Linked DNA regions of Zea mays: region 2 is linked to region 1. The links are chromatin contacts, called in public Hi-C maps. All regions are on one chromosome and are shown on one strand. Each heading gives the region's core, a stretch centred on a gene start, on an enhancer-like site or on the middle of the called end of the contact. The rest is flanking DNA. Distances are from core to core; before and after follow the strand shown.

Evidence for each region. Hi-C and Micro-C count contacts between places; a contact is called where the count stands out from the background.
Region 2: a contact with region 1 is called in a Hi-C map of leaf mesophyll, with 2.9 times the contacts expected there. The contact joins the promoter of LOC103650622 here to the promoter of LOC103650617 in region 1. A contact is called at or near these places in 2 of 25 Hi-C or Micro-C datasets (ear and leaf mesophyll).

What each region holds. Positions count from the first base shown.
Region 1 is chr3:139,390,882-139,394,516 of Zm-B73-REFERENCE-NAM-5.0, forward strand. It overlaps LOC103650617, which reads right to left and starts at 1,755. Exons shown (of 2, transcript XM_008676189.2): 1 at 1,455-1,755. The coding sequence starts at 1,568.
Region 2 is chr3:139,745,589-139,749,360 of Zm-B73-REFERENCE-NAM-5.0, forward strand. LOC103650622 (transcriptional corepressor SEUSS) reads left to right here and starts at 2,069. Exons shown (of 9, transcript XM_008676193.3): 1 at 2,069-3,772. The coding sequence starts at 2,789.

The sequences.
Region 1 (3,635 bases), core at 505-3,004:
GGCACATGTACGACCAGGTTGCGTGACGGTGACCCGTCCGTCACGTACACATCATGCGCGCGTACTACGCCAGTCATGCATGCATATGCTTGTATCGGTTCCTGATTACTCCGTCGTCATAGGTTTCATTTCCTCTTTTTCTAAAACAAAAGAATAACGCATGCATTGCATATGCAGCATGTAACTTTTTTAACTATATATATAGAGAGAGATTTTTTAGCTCGATCGTCAGATTCAATTTTAAGCAAGCCCGATGGTAGCTAGCTAGACAATAAATTGTATACGAGTAGTTTGTATGCAGCAGGCAATCGGTGTTTTTTTTATTTTAAAGGAAGTTAATTCACCAAAACTGTTTTTTAATCTAGTACGTACAAATTATTATGAATGCATCCAACCTTTATATTTCTGGATATACCTTAAAATGTACCGGCACAAAAAAAAACTTAAAAGTGTGTTTGGTTGGATGTACAAGAAAGGATAAAAGGAGACGGCCACAATTTCGACGGTATTTGGATGACAGTTACGCAGGGGCAAGTTAAATACTGAAGTAATTCTTTATAGCGGTGTGATCCCAAAAAATCGAGGGGACGATACCGCCCCGCCTCATGCTACTTTGACCTCAAACCAAACACATTCTAAGTCTTTCAATTACGCATTACTCCCTTCGTCCCTAGGATATAAGATGTAACCATTTTTGTTCTTATCTTACCATATAAAGCGTGTTTTCTATGTACATAGATATATCGATGCAATGGTATAAAAACAATTAAATATATTTTTTAGTCTTTGAACAGATCTGATTACGCCTTATATAGTGGGAGTACTTGGTATTGACATTTATTCGGGTGCATCAAGGTTGGTGAGTCACTACATGGAAAGACGGAGTGGTGCAATGCATGGTAGTATCTAAACACGTGGAGAGGACTGCCTAATTGAATTTGAATAGATTTTACGGAACAGTGCACTCCAACTATTTCGGAATATAATAATGCTTACACTAATACAGTATTAGTTATCGTAGTACGTACTTCCGAAATTAAAGGAAAAATACATAAATTTATAACAGTCCGGAAGAAGATAGGAAACTCTGTATGTACCGATGTACGTACTTATATTTCTTATAGTATGAATTATGAAACATACGTACTCGACCATGTTTCATGCATGGAGAGGGTAAGATGCATGTACACATAAGACCTAATTTAAATACTTTAATACTGACCTCAATCCATTTGTATTGAGGTGTATTAGAGTGTAACTTAAATTAATTTACACTCTAATCCACTCTTAATACATGTGGATTGCGTTTAATACTAGATTACCTAAATTAAGCCTAAAGATGAATCGAGTCGAGTAGTACGTGTGATACTCGCGTATATGAAAAAAATACAAATTTTTTTATGAAAACAACAAATTTTAGATCACACACATTAATCTGTATATGTTGTGCTTACCCTTGCGAACTTGATCTGGTCGACGGTCAGCGTCTTGGGCTCCCACTCTATGGACGACGACATCCGCCCCGCCTCCTCCGCCCTGCCGGTCGCCGCCATGGCCGCCGGCGCCATGGATGTAGCAGCCAGCCTCTTCCTCTTCTCGATCGGTAGTATATATATATATACCCGGCCGGCCGTATATATAAATCCGGAAAAAAAAATACTCCAAGCGTACGTATGTACGTACGTATATATTGATTCGAAATGATTTGCTAGCTCTGCCTGCGCCCTCGATCTGCGTTCGAGTTTTGGAGACCGATCGATGGAGTCCACTCCACAGAGACGAAGCCACGGCCGGGTATAAATATAGCAGGGCACAGCGAGAGACAATGCAAGGCGGGTGGACGTGTCGCTCCCGTACGGGCGGTCCGACCCCCACGTGGCGGCCGGGGAGTGGGGGGCGCGCGCGGCCACGCGGCGCCTGCAGCTGCATATGCGTCGTCGCCGTCGCCGTCCTGGACCGGCCGGCTTCGTTGCGTCCCGGCCCGAGGTGCTGCTGTGTGCAGTGCTTGTACGTGTGGCTGTCAAGTGCCGCGCGCGCGGCGGCCGGGAGGGACACGTCGTGCGTGGCGTCCCCCGGGAGGTCAGCTCGCCGCGTCCAATCGGGGCTCGCCGCGTCGTCGTCGGCGCATCGGCTCCCGCGGGGATATTGCGTGCCGGGCCTGGACTCGCCACCGGCCGCGCGCGCGGCGGCGGCGGCCGGTGGTTATCGTTCAGTGTTTGTATAAGCTCGTGGCCGCGTGCGTGCTCCCCGTCCATACTGCTGCATGCATGCATGCCGGCCGACCATGGTCTTACGTGCATGCACGTGGATCCGAAACATGTAGGAGCTAGTATGCACGCAGCCGCATGCAGTACCAGTGCAATTCGATCACGGTGACAGGAAGGGAAGACCAATATGCATGCATGTGTTGGGATTCACTGTCGCACGTGTACGTGTACGTACGTGCACGCGCTGGGGTTAACCGGCCCGTTGCTGCGCGCGGCACGCTAGCGCTGCATGCATGACACACGTGACGTGACGCGGCACGATGCATGCCGTAGCGTGTAACGCAAACGGGGTCATTTTATTGCGTGCGCGAATGATGCAACGCACGCAGGCCCCCGATCGAATATACAGTGACACTTGAGGTACCTACCAGCGAAATGGATAGAGCGAAAGGAAAGGAGATCTTTTATTGTGTGTGAGTGGCTGATCTGCATGCTGGGTGGGGACACGGCCCTTGTGACGGAGAGGCGATCCACGTCCGGCAGGGGCACCACCGTAGCGCACCACCCCGCCGGCCGGGGCCCGCGCCCGTGAGCTTCCGCCACGCGCCACGCCGCCTCGGATCTCCGCGACATCGTCCTCATCGCTTTCGCCTCGATTCCTTGCCAGCAAGTCTGTTCTCTACTAGCTTTTCATTCTCCCTGCCGCCTATTGCGCAACACGTCTACTCCACCAGCCTATATATACGTACATGTGGAAGAATACAAGCTAAGTGACTCGTCGTTTTCATCTATATACTATTCTACACCCTTGCTGCAGAATATACAGGACCTATACCGGTTAGAAACGGGCTACAGTATCAGATTCTCAAATAGTACTTTGACATCCGAGACTCAAAGTCTCAATCTTTAGTCTTGTTTCCAATGTCCGGTACTAAAAATAGATCTTTAGTACCGGTTCAAGACTTCAACCAGTAGCGGATTCAGGATTCATAAAAAAACCTTGGACTAGTGTATGAACAAACATATATAAATACATGCATAAATTTATTTGTCCAACATTTTTTTACTGAATATATTACTTAATACACATGCCAATATTTTCAAGCATAAAAAGATAACATTAATACCTCTAAAATGTTCCCAAAAGTAGAAGATTTTGACTTCTACAATTTCAAGATTACTCCCTTCGTCCCAGTATTGTCGGAGTTACAAATCTACGCTCCGACAAATAAATTTGTGTGTGTTCCGTCATCCAGATGGGGTGCTCGGTGGGCGCACGATTTATACTCGTTCGAAAAGAACATCTCTACATCCAGTCTTTGGCGGCTCGTGCTACCGGCACCTATGTTGCTCAATGCTCATAGTAGGGGTTACAAGCCGGGGAGAGAGGGACGAGCTCCTAAGTCTCTTTTTGCGTGGATGGACCTA
Region 2 (3,772 bases), core at 819-3,318, 360 kb after region 1:
ATATGATTTTTTATGACATAACAATATATCTATTATAAAACATGTGAAACTAGTTTGATTACCATAAAACTATGTCAACACATTCCTAATTCATATTTGATACCCATAAAATGACAGTCAATGATAAATAACATATAGTAATCTAAATATTAGAATTGGGCATATGGGTTTGTAATTCAATATTGTCTTTAGACAACTGTGGATAAAAGTACGTCTATATCCAAAATGTATTGATGAATCACTATGTGAATAATTCATACCCATCTAAAGTTAAACCTCTAGACATAGAGGGTGACCCCCTTTAGCCTTGGGAAGATAGAGATAAGATATATGTTGTTTCATATATCAATGCCTTTTGGTACGCTTACATATATTTCAAATAGTATCCAGTCGGACATTACATTTGCAATGAATCTATTTGCAAAGGTATAGGGTCACTCCCACCAAATGATATTGGTTAGGGTTAAGAGATATCTTTCGCTATCTTAAAGGCATAAGATATCTTAGTATATTTTACAAAAGAAATTGAGATTCGACTTTTACTGGATAGATCTGGGTATCTTTTACAAAAGAAACCAAGATATTGACATTTTTATTATTGAAAAAAGACAGCTCATAGTTAAATTTTGTATACTCATTATGTGAAAAAGGTCCCATTTGAGACGTCTTTAATAAGGATATCTATGACGATGTCCACCAATCATTCTGGTAAATAATCATATGGATTATCTCGATTATATGAAGTCTCTCAGAAATGGGTTTGACTTTACAGAATGATAAACTATATACTACAATCTTGTGGCATTGGTTTCATTGAATCTCCAACCATTTTCTCCGAAGATAATGATGTATGTGTGGTTCACATGGAGACATAATATATTAAGAGCAATATTACAAAACATATTGCCCCAAAGTTATTTTATCCTCATGAGTTTGCAAAATAGCTAGGATATAAATATACCACAAACTTACATTAAAAAAGGATATATACTGCAAACTAAATTTTGAGTGATAATCTTATGAGTTATTCACCAAATCTCTACCATACTCAACATTCTTGAATATGCTAAAGGAATTAGAATGACATGGCTTAGAGACTTAAGGGGTGTTTATTTAGGATTATAATCTGCACATACTATATAATCCAAAACATTTTGAACTAAGTGTAGATCAAAATATTTTGGATTATAATCCCAAATAAACAGGACCGTACAGGAACGAGAGCAAATATGTTTCTATGATGTATGACCCGATTAACATCATAATGCACTCTTTTGGTTATGGGAGTTTCAATACTAGGGGTTGCATCGTTTTGGTTGCACCCTTTCATCTTTATATATATAAAAAACAGATCAATAAAGATAAGAGCTTTCATCACGTACAAGCTTCTACTGTTTATATAATGTTTTTGTCTTTATAGATTATACATGCAGTGATGCAAACTGCAAACAACCGTTTTAATCGAACAGACTCACATGTCACATGGAATAGTGGTGACGAGAGGATAAACTTGACAGGATAGGTGAGCTGTAATGTAACGGGCTACTGTTTGCCTGTTTCGGCGTAAGACCAGGCTTTTTTTCTACGGTTATTTGGTAGGTAATCTTGTCCTTCGGTCCCGGTGACGCCGGCTTTGCTTGTAGGAAAAAAAAGAAAACCAGGTTACGCCCCAATTTCTACTAGCACGCTGCACACCGGTGTGGACAAGGTTGGAGTACAGTAGGAATGACCGGAGTGAGCGTCCGCCGGCGGCACGGCGAGCGACAGCACTAGCCGTGGGTGGTGGACGTGACGCCTCACGCCTCCCATCACCATTCACCACCACTGACACCGCAGACGCCAGGCCACAGCCAAGCCCCGTCACGCGACGCGAGATGAAAGCCGCACACACCACACGAACGCGAGAGGAAGAGCGGCTGCGGTGAGGCTGTAGCGGACCCGCCGCGTCGCGTCCCCCTCATCCTCGGGGTCCACATTCCACGTGGGACCGGCGCGTCAGCGAGGCAGGGCGGGCAGCCGGTCCGGCGGTCGCGGATCTTAACGGAATCCAATGCGGTTGCGAGGTTTTTTTGACGTCCGCAAACAAGGACGGGTCCCGGGGGCACGCGCACGCACGCACCCGAGTCGCAGGATTTTCTACTGCTCTGCTGACTGCTACTGCCTTCTCTCCCCTTCCTTTCGTTCGCTTCCCTTCCCTTCCCTTCCTCCGGTAGCTCCCGCTCCCGCTTTCCTCCTCCTCCTCCTCCTGCTCGCGGGGAAGTCCAGCGGAGTCGCCCTCGCCGGAGTGCGGCCCGGCCCGGCCCGGCGGCGCCACCTCGGCGCCGGAGGAGGCACGTTTGCGCGCCCGCCGCGGAGGGTCGAGGCCCGGATCGACGTGGCGCGGAGGCGGGCTGTAATCCCCGCGGTGGCTGCTCTGCTTCTGGAGACGCGGGGCGCGCTGTGGACCTCCCGTGCGCGCTTCGGTTCTGACCAACCCGCGCCTGCTTTCCTTGCCCCTCGGCCCTCGGGCTCGGCCGGCCTCTGCTCGGTGCTGCAGTACTGCACTGCAACTCGCCCAGTCAGTCGCTCGCTCGCTTCCGCTGGGATTCCAGGACGGAAGGTGGCGTGTGGAGGCGCGCGCGTTTCGCCCGGCTCCGGTTTTCTGCCGGGCGCCGGAGTCGCTCGCAGCCTCGCCTAGATTTGCCGCGCGCCGCGGCGGATGTTCCCCGACGCGCGGCGGATCTCGGCGGTTTTTGCTGCGGCGCGGAGTGAAGCGTGAAGGTACGGTCCCCGACTGGATTTCGGGGAGATGGTGCCGTCGGGGCAGCCCAACCCGATGGGCCCTGGACAGCAGGTGGGCGCGTCGCTGCTCCGGACGACCTCCAGCCTCCTCGGCGGCGCAGGCGGCGACCAGCCGGGGATGGGGATGGTCGGCGCCGGCGGGGTGCTGCCCTCGCAGTCGTCGCCCTTCTCGTCCCTTGTCTCGCCGCGCACGCAGTATGGTGGCGGCAGTGGGAACGGCTTGCTGGCCGGCGCGTCCAGTGTCGCGTCCATGCTCAGCAGGCAGCACTCGTATGGGAATGGGGGGACTGGGGCAATGCCGGGCAGCGGCGCCGGTCTCCCCATCGGTGGGCTGCAGCACAGAGGCGGCCTTGATGGTGTTGGTGATTTGGTTGGCACTGGAGGGCCCGATTCCATGGTGTTCTCCTCCTCCTCCTCCGCCCCTGGTAGTTTCGGCAATCAGCTTGGTGCCGACGGCTTACAACAGCAGCAGATGCAGCTGGATGCACCACACGATTCACAAAATCAACAGCAGCAGCAACAGCAAATGCCAATGACATATAATCAGCAGCATATGATGCCACAAACTCAGCAGCAGCAGCAGCCTGCAGTGAAGCTGGAGAATGGAGGCGTCCTGGGTGGGGTCAAACTGGAGCAGCAGATGGGGCAGCCGGATCAGAGTGTTTCCACACAGATGCAACGCAGTTCGAGTGGCGGTGTGAAGCTTGAGCCGCAGTTGCAAGCGCTGAGGAGCTTGGGTGCTGTCAAGATGGAGCACCAAAGCTCCGATCCATCTGTGGTCCTGCAGCAACAGCAGCATCAACAGCAACGACATATGTTGCAGCTGTCTAAGCAGAACCCCCAGGCTGCAGCTACTCAGCTGAGCCTCCTACAACAGCAGCAGCTGTTCTTGCAACTGCAGCAGCAACAGCAACAACATCAACAACAACAGCAGATTCTCAAGAACCTGCCTTTGCAGAGAAACCAATTGCAGCAGCAGCAACAGCAGCAA